Regions from separate parts of the Ctenopharyngodon idella genome. Here region 1 is linked to region 2. A link is a contact called in public Hi-C data. All regions are on one chromosome and are shown on one strand. The core of a region is the stretch at or near the end of the contact, and the rest is flanking DNA. Distances in the headings are between cores, read along the strand shown.

Region 1 (5,910 bases), core at 2,273-4,772, 130 kb before region 2:
TTTAACAATATTTCAAGTGTAATTTATGAGTTTTGTTGTATTTTGAATCCAATCTTCCTTAAAAGGCATAAAGTTTATCATACTGATTTCAAAGTGAAGGATTCATTAGTTTGAATATACATTGAACCAAACACTATAATAACATCTTAGTTGATAATTCAATATACTTTATTTTTGACAAAACATCCCATGTTTCGGTCGTGACTGCACATGACTACACTAAAACACACTAGAATACTAATGATTTGCATAACTGTACTAAAATGCTGTTTATTTCCCCCAAATAAAAGATTATGTGTTTCCTTTTTTCACTACCAAAATAATGATGTCACAACCAAAACTTCACCACGTTTCGGTCATGACTGTTTCGGTAGTGACAATTTTAGATACTTTTGAGCCAAGTTTAAAGATGATAATCAGCACATGGTTATAATACCCAAAAAAGTGTGCTTAATTGCAGAAAAAAAGGTGTTTGTTGGTGACATTCCTTAAAGTTACACACAGATTTTCAACACATTTACCTCAAAATGATGAGGCTTATCTACTCACCATGTAGCTATGAGAGAGAGGGACATGCACACACACACATATGTATATATATGTATATATATATATATATATTATAAAATAAATATGACTATAGTTACTTAATGATATCCATTTATATATATACAGGTGCTGGTCATATAATTAGAATATCATCAAAAAGTTCATTTTTTTATTATAAATTATTTTTAAAAATGAAACTTTCATATATTCTAGATTCCCTACATGTAAAGTAAAACATTTCAAAAGTTTTTTTTTTTTAAATTTTGATGATTAGAGCGTACAGCTCATGAAAGTCCAAAATCCAGTATTTCAAAATATTAGAATATTTCCTAAGATCAATCAAAAAAATGGATTTGCAAAACAGAAAAGTTCAAGTTCTTTAAAGTATGTTCTTTTGTGCACTCAATACTTGATCGGCAGGACATATTACAGCAAATGACTTGCTCCTAGCACAAATTACAGCATCAGTGAAGTGTGGCATGGAAGTGATCAGCCTGTGGCACTGCTGAGGCACTATTGAGCCTTCAGATCATCTGTATATTGTTGGATCGACTGTTTCTCATCTTTCTCTTGAAAATATCCCATAGATTCAGGTCAGGCATATTGGCTGGCCAATAAAGCACAGTAATATCATGGTCAGCAAACCACTTGGAAGTGGTTTTTGCACTGTGGGCAGATGCTAAAGTCCTGCTGGAAAAGGAAATCAGCATCTCCATAAAGCTTGTCAGCAGATGGAAGCATAAAGTGCTCCAAAATCTCCTGGAAGATGGCTGCATTGACTTTGCACTTGATAAAACACAATGGACCAACACCAGCAGACGTCACGGCCCCCCCAAATCATTACTGACTTCAGAAACTTCACACTAGACTTCAAGCAGCTTGGATTCTGTGCCTCTCCAGTCTTCCTTCAGACTCTGGGACCATGATTTCAACATGAAATGCAAAATTTACTTTTATCTGAAAAGAGGATTTTCGACCACTGTTCACTGTCCAGTTCTTTTTCTCCTTAGCCCAGGTAAGATGCTTCTGACGTTGTCTCTGGTTCAGAAGTGGCTTGGTAGTCCTTTTCCTGAAGATGTCTGAGTGTGGTGACTCTTGATGCGCTGACTCCGGCTTCATTCTACTCATTGTGAAGCTCTCTCAAGTGTTTGAATCGGCTTTACTTGACAGTATTCTCAAGCTTGCGGTCATCCCTGTTGCTTGTGCACCTTTGCCTACCCAATTTCTTCCTTCCAGTCAACTTTGCATTTAATATGCTTTGATACATCACTCTGTAAACAGCCACCCCATTCAGTAATGACCTTCTGTGACTTACTCTCTTTGTGGAGGGTGTCAATGATTGTCTCCTGGACCATTGCCAAGTCAGCAGTCTTCCCCATTAGTGTGGTTTCAAAGAACAAAAGATAACCGGAATTTATACTGTAGGGATGGTCATTTAATCAAACTCAAATGTAAATATTCTATTATTTTGAGATACTGGATTTTGGACTTTCATTAGCTGTACGCTCTAATCAACAAATTAAAAAAAAAACTTTTGAAATGCTTTACTTTACATGTAGGGAATCTAGAATATATGAAAGTTTCATTTTTTTAAATAATTTACAATAAAAAAATGAACTTTTTCACGATATTCTAATTATATGACCAGCACCTGTATATATATAACATCCTAACATATACAATATTTACATACTGTATTTATTTTTATGAGTTTAACAAAAAGAAATAAAATCTATCACAACTCCTTTGTCATATATATATATATATATATATATATATATATATGTCAGTATCCTGAGTGATAACTGTGTCTCACAGCTCAAAATAGTTTTATTTAGCACCAGTTCTATTAAGAGATATGCAGTCCGTTTGACTTTGATTCATGCAAATGAGAATAAATGCTGATTTCAGTTGGGGAAAAAGATGAAAATCTGTTCCTTTTTTGCTGTCGTAATGTCAGTATCTTCTTGTGGTTCTGCTTTCACAATTTAAAATATTTATTTTCTCTTACATAATTGTTAACTTCTGTCTTTATCTATGATAGAGATCGCAACACGAAAATGAGACTTACCCATAATGCTGCTGACGCGGTTTTCCTCCATTCTTCTCCATCCTTTCAAGGATATAGACTACAACAGACATATAAACAAATATTGTACACTATACCTCATCCAGTATACGCAAAAGTAACTTTCATACAATAGGGGAAAAAATTGCATGACATGCACAGTGTCGTTTGTTTAATGTTAATATCAGTTCCACTTTTCCCTGGATCACTTTCACTTTGTATGCCTGCATAGCTGTACATTTGTGATTGTTATGAAGCAAACTGCAAGTTATTATTGTCATTATATCATATTCAAAGCACAATTAACACGTAAAATGTTAGACAGTGAGGAGATCAGTACTTACAGTTGTTTTAGGATGAAAAGAGAGAGCAGGTCCTCTGAGGCCACTGGTGCAGAAGATCAGCATGAGATGTTTGAGGAAGTTCACCCCATCGGAAGTCAAGCGTCATTTTGCACATGGTAACATAACTTGTAGGTGTTTTAACAAAATAATGATGATAACAAAACATAAAATAGGAAGACAGTATACAAAAAAAGGAAGTGAAGAAAGAAATGGGTGTAGCTTTGACTTAGATTTACTATTGTCAGTCCAGCCAGTGGATTACTTTAAAGAGATTACAGAATACTGAAACTAAAGTGGAAACGGTTTCTCTTCACACTTTGTCTTTATGGTGTGTTGGGATTCCCCTCGGTTCTGGGAAATGGGTGGGGTCAAGCCTACATATAAAGTCTGTAGAGTTCAGAAATGAGTCAACTGTACGAAGATTTTGCATGCTCAGCTCCTACATTAATATGCACTTGCATTCATTCATATCATAGGACCCTATTACATAATAATGTCATTCCATTAACAAATAAATGGAAGATAGTCTATGTGTTTGCTATAGGGGCATCGTTTTAAGCTGTAAAGATGTCTGGATTGGGCAGATTTTAAAAAGAATAAAAAGAAATGATTATGGTTATTTAATGATTAGTATTCAAGAAACAAAGAAAAACTGAATATGGAAATATAATATAAATAGAAAGCAGGTTTTTGCTCACTCTCCTGTAAGACAGAAGGCTTTAACTCTTTGTATTTTTGTCTACTTGTCAAAAAAGAAAGCTATTCAAATCCTGACAGGAATTTGAATTTTAAAAAATAGAATAAAATTTAACGATATTCACAGAAAATCATTTGAACTAGAAAAGTTTGACAAGACTGAATCAAATTCAGATTCCAACTTGAAATATAGCCAATCCCTAAATTCTGAATGTTGCCGAACTGTTATAATAACAAGCAATTTATATATAATTTGAATAAGTCGGCATGAAATTGAGGTTGTGATAGTCTTTTTCCTTATATTGTGCTACATATCCGGGAGAAACCGCTTCTGGAACAAGAAAGCATGTAGGGCGGGGCTTGATTTTGTCTATGTGGAAATGATTGATGGTTTGCTATTGGTGGATCTCATGTGAGTGACAGGTTGCCCCGCCCTCGTCATCAGAGAAGAGATGTCGCTGCAAGAGTTATTCTGATTCAAGATTACGAGAAACATGAATTAAAAAAAATAATGAAGTGCATGGTTAAATCATTTATAATAAATACTGCAATGTTCCAGTAAAAAAAAAAAAAAAATGCCAATTTTGATTTCATGGTGACAAGGGCACATCGTATTTATGGAGCAAATTCAAAAACTTTACAGACTTGGAGTGTTGCTTTTGATACCGTCAAATCATTTGTTTCTTCTTTTATATGTAAAAAAAAAAAAATTATTGGCACGAGTGTATATGTATTTTTGTGGTATCATTTAGGCCTATGATATAAATTGTATTTTATTTAAATTATATTTGTTAAAAACTTTTTATTTTATTTTGTAAAGTCCACAGCATTGTAAAGTATATTCCTATTGTATTTGTATATGATATATTATCTTTGTATTAAACTAATTACGATTGTTTAGCAAGCATAAATCATTTATAATAAACACTGCAATATTCCACAAAAAAATAAGAATGGTCCATTTTGATTTTCTTGCTTGATGACTTTTATTTTGAAAATAAAAATATCTCTTCCGGTCGGACATTCAGACGCTGCGCTCCTTTTGAATGAGGTACGTAAACAGCAGTTGCAGCAACAGATGACACTTTATATCTTTAAAGTAAAGTCACCATTACCACATGCGAGTTCGTGATGTGTGTCTTCTTTAAACAGGCATCTGAACTGAGCAGTATGAAAACTCCAGTGAGTGTTCTCCGGCTGCCCCGAGGTCCGGACCCGAACAGCCGAGGATTCGACCCGAACTCTCCCCGCTTCATCGCTCTGTGTCCTACAACACTCTCCTCCGCCACCTCGTCTTCATCAGGAAGCGTTGACGAAGAGGAGCAGCGGCTGCGGTCAGATCTGCGAGAGAGATTTCTGCGGACACTCTTATCGATGACAGACAAACAAGTGGAGTTCAACATGCACGAGAAAGTGCGCGTTCGCGCGAGGTTCGGGGCCTCAGATATAGACGTCCTGAATTTCCAGGTGTCTGATTTGGAGACTCCTCTCGGTGTTCAGAAAGAAGCCCTTCTGAGAAGCCAGGATGTGATTTCATGCTCATTTGAGCTGTGAGTGAGAGTTTATTGTGGCACGCGATGCTGATCTTCACCACAAGATGGCGGCGGAAGTATTGTCATTGTGTAACGATGACTGAAGTTTAATGAGTTCAAGGAACTTTCTCGTTGTTTTCATGTAATAAACGTTCAGAACTTCATACTTAATGCTTCATATTTTTTTTATAGAGTAGTTATTATTCAAAACTGCCCCGAAATGAATCACAACATTACAAATTTGCGCCATAAATGTCATGTGACTAATTATTCTGGAGCCATAGGTAAATAACATCATATTTTAGCACAGCTGACTTTGGCCAAAGACATCTAAGATAGATAGGTAGAGTCCTTAAAAGCTTCTGACAGTGTTAGTGATCCCTTATCTTGCAGGATTTAACCTGAATTTAACTGTCCACCTGCACTAAAACACACATTATTTGCATATTGAGTTACAGTTTTTCATTGAAAACTCTCAAAAAGTCTCTGCTACTCACTGTAGCATGAAACACACACACAAAAACCCAGCCGTCCAACATAATAGTCATTTATTTGTGTCCAAAAAGTTCTTTTAAGGGCACAGAAGTTTGTCTTCTAATGGAACGAGGAATCAATGACATTCAATCTTCTTAAAAGGTATGAGGTTGTTTACCAAAGCCAGTTTTATTAGAATATCATTAGACATTGTTCAATGACTGTGCCATTGTTGTTCACGTTACCC
Region 2 (6,074 bases), core at 3,390-5,889:
AATTCAGACTTTATATCTCGCAATTCAGACTTTATAACTCACAATTCAGACTTTATATCTCGCAATTCAGACTTTATATCTCGCAATTCAGACTTTATAACTCGCAATTCGGACTTTATAACTCGCAATTCAGACTTTATATCTCACAATTCTGACTTTATAACTCGCAATTCGGACTTTATATCTCGCAATTCGGACTTTATAACTCACAATTCGGACTTTATAACTCACAATTCAGACTTTATATCTCACAATTCGGACTTTATAACTCGCAATTCGGACTTTATATCTCACAATTCTGACTTTATAAACCGCAATTCTGAGAAAAAGTCAGAATTGTAAGATAAAGTCGCAATTACCTTTTTAACTTTTTATTTCATGGTGGAAACAAGCTTCCATACATAACAGCTATTTTAAACTGTAATAATATTTCACAATATTACTGTTTTTACTGCATTGTTATTCAAATAAATGCAGCCTTGCTGAGCCAAGGACTACTGTCAAAAATGTTTTAAAAATTGTATTATTCCAAACTTTTGACATTTACGATGATACCATATATAACACCAATTTTATTTGGTTTTAACCTGACAGTTTCCCAGTGTATCTCTAAAGGATCCGGGTTTAGAAGACTGCAGCTCGGCTCCATCAGTGTGGTCCAGGATCTTCTGTGTTCAGTCCTCATTGTGACTAACGGTCTGGTTCTCCTGCTCTCTGAAGCGCACTGCCATCGGCTTCACTCGGACTGTCATCTCCTGGTCTATCTGGACGCAGGTTTCTCCACAGTCGGTGTGCTGGTGCTGTTATCCGCGGCCCTGCCGAAGCTGCACCGCTATGGGCTGCTGGTTCTCCAGGCGCCGCCGCTGCATCTCTCCATCGGTCAGGTGCGGCTTTGCCTCAGTGAAGTGCCAGGCGTGTTGTCGGTTCACGAGCTGCACGTGTGGCAGCTGTCAGACGCGTTGATGGTGGCGTCGCTGCACGTGCACTGTCCCGAAGGGCTGAGCGCAGCGGAGTGCGACGATCTCATGGCGAGGGTCAAAGCAGTGCTGGCTACTTTTGGCATCGAGCACTGCACCGTGCAGCCCGAGTTCCTCGCCTCGGACGGGAGCGGCGCGGCGCCCGGTGACGGTTCGGGAGCAGTGCGGCCAGTCTGCAGCTTGAGCTGCGGGCAGGAGTGTGCGGAGAAGCTCTGCTGCTCACCGCAGGCGGATGATTCCCATATTCCCAAGACGGAGACTCCCGTCTGTGTCCAGGAGGAGAAACCCTGCTCTCCAGCGCCACCGAGTGTTGATGAGATCAGAGATGTGATTATTGAGAACACGTACCTGTGATTGAACAAGGTTGTTGGTATTTTTGTGAACTGACAGTCTTGTAATTACTGTACATGATGAGACTCCAGCAATAAACGTTTTTAATATATGCAAAATTAGTTGAGTTTATCACTACGGAGACTAAACACTGGTTTATTCAGAGCTAAAGCACTGAGGAGAGGATCATAACTAAATAATTTCTAAACCTGTAACATATGTAAGTAAAGCCTACTGTAGCTATCATATTTGATACACAAATGATCAACATGATCAAAACTTGACTGAAAAACCTGTTGCACACAATCGGCTACATCATGCCTTCTGCTGTCTGATTGATAGTTTAGACTTTCTAGCAAGTAAAAAGCCTTTTAGTTTACAAATGCTTTTGGTTCATGTGTTTTTGCTGTTAAATCCTTAATGACTTTTATAAAGTAAACATAAGAAGTGGTCACACATCAAGTAGTGCTGTCAAACGACTAATCGCAACTAATCACTTTCAAAATAAAAATTTGTTTACATAATATATGTGTACTGTATATATGTATTATGTATATATATAAATACACACACATACATGTATATATTTAAGAAATATTTACATGTATAAATGTGTATATATATTTATGTTTAATATATATTAAATATACACAGCACACACACATATATTATGTCAACACAAACACTTTTATTTTGGATGCGATTAATCAGGATTAATCATTTGACAACACTAAATTCAAGATGAACATTACTGGACTGAAGCAAATGAGGTTTACTTGATTATCCATACATCATTTAAAAATCATGTTCAAATGTGTCAGATATAATCATCAGGATATTGAGGAAGGTTTATTTGTTCATCTCTCAATCATCATTGAATTGCATTGCATTATATGTTTTAAAACTACAGAGCTTTGATAATAAAACTAAGCATTAAATATCATCTTACTAAAACATATTATTGGCAGATATGGAGTGACGACTGATATTTATATGCGTTTTATGTCACTGTTATAAAGGTCTCATTGATTCACTTTACAAGCATCAGAATTTCATCTTACTTTCTGGCCAGAATCTGCACCAAATTGCATATTTTGCTCATTTAGTTCCTCTTAATTAAACTGATTTTTTTTTGCTCCTCGAGTTTGAGCTCCATATTCTCACTATATCATACTATATGAGCCATAAAATCCTGATGTATCAAATATGATGCTTAACATAAAACACATATGCAAAATGTTAGTTAAAATGTAGGGACACAAATGTCCCTGATGTTATTTTTTTTTTATATGAATATTGATTTTATAATATGTTTCAATATTTTATCAAGTTTAGTATGAGTTTGTATTTTGCATAAATATGGCATGTGTTTTAATATAAGAATTCCCCTCATAAACATAAAACTGCCCCTTAAATTTAATTCCAGGAGGCAAGTATTGAAGAAAAAATGTACATAAAATTCTCCGTTACACAATGTAGGATTGTACTTTTGCATCATCTTGTGGAGTTTGAAACATTAAGCAAAATAAATGTAACAAACCCCAAGCCTCTACTGATACTAATAAATAGCATTTTAATACACTTGGATGCATTCATTTCTTCAACAAGTACTTTGAAAACATGGAGGAAAAAACACAAAAGATGATAATAAATTGTCGGTGGTAGGAAAACACAAATATTATGCCTAAAGAGCAGTAATTTGTTTTGATATGCATGAGAAATGTGCTGTTTACCCAGGCCAAACCATCCTGCAGCTATATGTGATATCCCCACAATTCATAACACACATGTACACAGAATACTGTATACAGAAGAGTCTACTTTCAGACCATGTGGATGAAGAATATTGCCCCTCCGAAGTAAAAAAAAAAAAAAAAATACTCTTTTTAATGATTCTACAAGTTTGCAAAAGCCACCTTAGAAAGTGAGGGCCCTTGTTGAGACACCAGCTGCAACCTGAGTAACTCATGTGAGGATAATATAAAGCCAATTCACTATTTTTATTTTTTTGTTAGTTTATCATAATATTAATATACGTAGTGTTTGTACATCTATTGTTGTAGATTTAGTTTTGACAGAAATACTCGAAAAAAACTATACTATATATATATATATATATATATAAATATATAATAGTAATGCGGCCAAACTTTTGAATGGTAGTGTATATATAGTGTATATATATATATATATATATATGTACTATACAATACTATATATACACTACCATTCAAAAGTTTGGCCGCATTACTATTTTTAATGTTTTTGAAAGAAGTCTCTTATGCTCATCAATCCTGCATTTATTCGATCAAAAATACAGAAAAAAAAAAAAAACAGTATTATTGTGAAATATTATTACAATTTAAAATAAAGGTTTTCTATTTTAATATACTTTAAAATATATATTTTTTCTGTAATGCAAAGCTGAATTTTCATCAGCCATTATACTCCAGTCTTTTGTGTCACATGATCCTTCTGAAATCATTCTAATATGCTGATTTGATACTCAGTTATTATCAATGTTGAAAACAGTTGTGTTGCTTAATATCTTTTGGAAACTGTGATACTTTTTTCAGGATTCATTGTTGAATAAATAGTCAAAAAGAACAGCATTTATTCAAAATAGAAATATTTTCTAACAATATAAATCTTTACTATCGCTTTTTATCAATTTAACACATCCGTGCTGAAAAAAAGTATTAATTTCTTCCAAAAAAAAAGAAAGAAAGAAAAAAATACTGACCCCAAACTTTTGAACAGTAGTGTATCGTTAATTTAAATAAATGCTACTCTTTTTTTTTTAACATTTATTCATCAAAGAATCCTGAAAAAAAGTATCACGTTATAAGAAAATATTAAGCAGCACAACATTTGTAATAAATCAGCATATTATAATGATTTCTGAAGGATCATGTGACACTGAAGACTGGATTTAATGATGTTGAAAATTCAGCTTTGATCACAGACATAAATTATATTTTAAAGTATATTATAATAGAAAACCATTATTTTAAATTGTAATAATATTTTACAATATTACTGTTTTTTTCCGTATTTTTGATCAAATAAATGCAGGCTTGATGAGTAGAAGAGACTTCTTTCAAAAACACAAAAAATAGTAATGTTTCCAAACTTTTGAATGGTAGTGTGTGTATATATACATATAAATTAACAAAAAATAAAAATAATGAATTGGCCTTATATATATATATATATATATATATATATATATATATATATATATATATATATATATATATATATATATATATATATATATATATATATATATATATGAGTTTATGACTTTTATTTTGAAATACAGCGCTTATCCACTTCCGCAAGAAAGATTCTGTTACAACATCCGCTCTTTCGCTGTTTCCTTACAACGGCTAGTACAATTAAATAGCTTTTATCATGAAAATATTATTAATACCTACTTAAATATCCGATAAGATATGAATGTTTTGCCCTGAAAACGATCACCATGGCGAGGATTGGAGACATCATTCATCTTAACGTCGGGGGCAAAAGGTTGTGTATTAAAGCAACTGCATATCCTGCTCGAAACAAGCCACATACTTTATTATCATACTCAAGAACTGTTAATTTTACATCAGAAACTTTATTGTAGTCTTCATAACAACTAGTTTACAGGAGCGTTTTAGTATTGTTTTTCATTTATCCTACTTACTGTAAGTAGCAGCAGACAGTAATAAACATCTGCATACCTATACAAGCGGCCCGATCTGTAACTCTGTCATGCTCGTTTTTGGCTAAAAATGTTTTATTTTTATTTTTGAATGTGTAAACACAGGTTCAGTACCTCCAGACAGACTCTAACGTGGGTTCCTGACTCCTTTTTCTCAAGGTTTGTGTGTCAGAAAAAGCTAAAATAGATCAAATCCTTCCTTCTTTTGTGTATGTTGATCATGTAAGGGCTTATAACGTAAATTAGTTTTTATAATAACAACAGCTGACCATACTGATTTATTGATTTTGTCATAGGTCTTATTAGGACAATTAAAAATTAGATATGGTAGCATTTTCTATAAGTGCATACATAACAATTAAAGGTTGTATTTTTCTGTGTCTAGTTTATTGAGTGGACGGATATCAACACTTAAAGATGAGACTGGAGCGGTAAGGTTCATATGCTAATAATAATAATAAATGTTGCAGATAAGTCTGTCTTTACAAAGATTCTACGCCATTTAAAGGTTCTTAATGTAATATTTGTCTTTTTCAGATTTTCATAGACAGAGATCCGTCTCTGTTTGCTCCCATTCTGAACTTTCTGCGCACTAAAGAGCTTCACCCCAGGTAAACATATAGTCTGTATTTTTTTCTGTTAACTGTGATATAGATTAATAAACACTGTGAAATTAAGTCTCTTATTATGGAAACTGTTTTTACGACAGGTCCATAGATGTCCACTTATTAATGCACGAGGCTGAGTTCTATGGGATCACGCCGCTGGGTGATTATTCTGATGGCTTTAGCCCACATATTATACTGCTTCATGTTTATTAAAGGAAATGAAGGTTTGCATGTAGTTTGTGGCATTAACAGGGTCTTTCCCTCCCCAGTGCGGAAGCTGCAGTTGTGCGATGAGTTGGATCGCTCCTCCTGCGGGAACGTGTTGTTCAATGGATACCTGCCGCCTCCAGGTACACAAAACACAAACCCTGACCGTATGACAAGACAGCGTCTTTCAGTCATGATGATGAGTGTGTGTGTGTGTGTGTGTGTTTCAGTGTACCCAGT

Evidence for each region. Hi-C and Micro-C count contacts between places; a contact is called where the count stands out from the background.
Region 1: a Hi-C map of muscle shows a contact between it and region 2, with 5 times the contacts expected there. The contact joins the promoter of tirap here to the promoter of shkbp1 in region 2. A contact is called at or near these places in 2 of 2 Hi-C or Micro-C datasets (both in muscle).

Annotation. Positions count from the first base shown.
Region 1 is chr18:2,090,287-2,096,196 of HZGC01, reverse strand. tirap (toll-interleukin 1 receptor (TIR) domain containing adaptor protein) reads right to left here and starts at 3,522. Exons shown (of 4, transcript XM_051870206.1): 1 at 2,962-3,522; 2 at 2,621-2,678. The coding sequence starts at 3,024. It overlaps gemin7 (gem (nuclear organelle) associated protein 7), which reads left to right and starts at 4,549. Exons shown (of 2, transcript XM_051870209.1): 1 at 4,549-4,708; 2 at 4,810-5,355. The coding sequence starts at 4,637. The coding sequence ends at 5,211.
Region 2 is chr18:1,958,600-1,964,673 of HZGC01, reverse strand. shkbp1 (SH3KBP1 binding protein 1) reads left to right here and starts at 4,639. Exons shown (of 18, transcript XM_051869465.1): 1 at 4,639-4,841; 2 at 5,125-5,178; 3 at 5,405-5,450; 4 at 5,557-5,630; 5 at 5,729-5,787; 6 at 5,897-5,977; 7 at 6,065-6,074. The coding sequence starts at 4,795. It overlaps LOC127499303 (zinc transporter 1), which reads left to right. Exons shown (of 4, transcript XM_051869466.1): 4 at 595-3,245. The coding sequence ends at 1,331.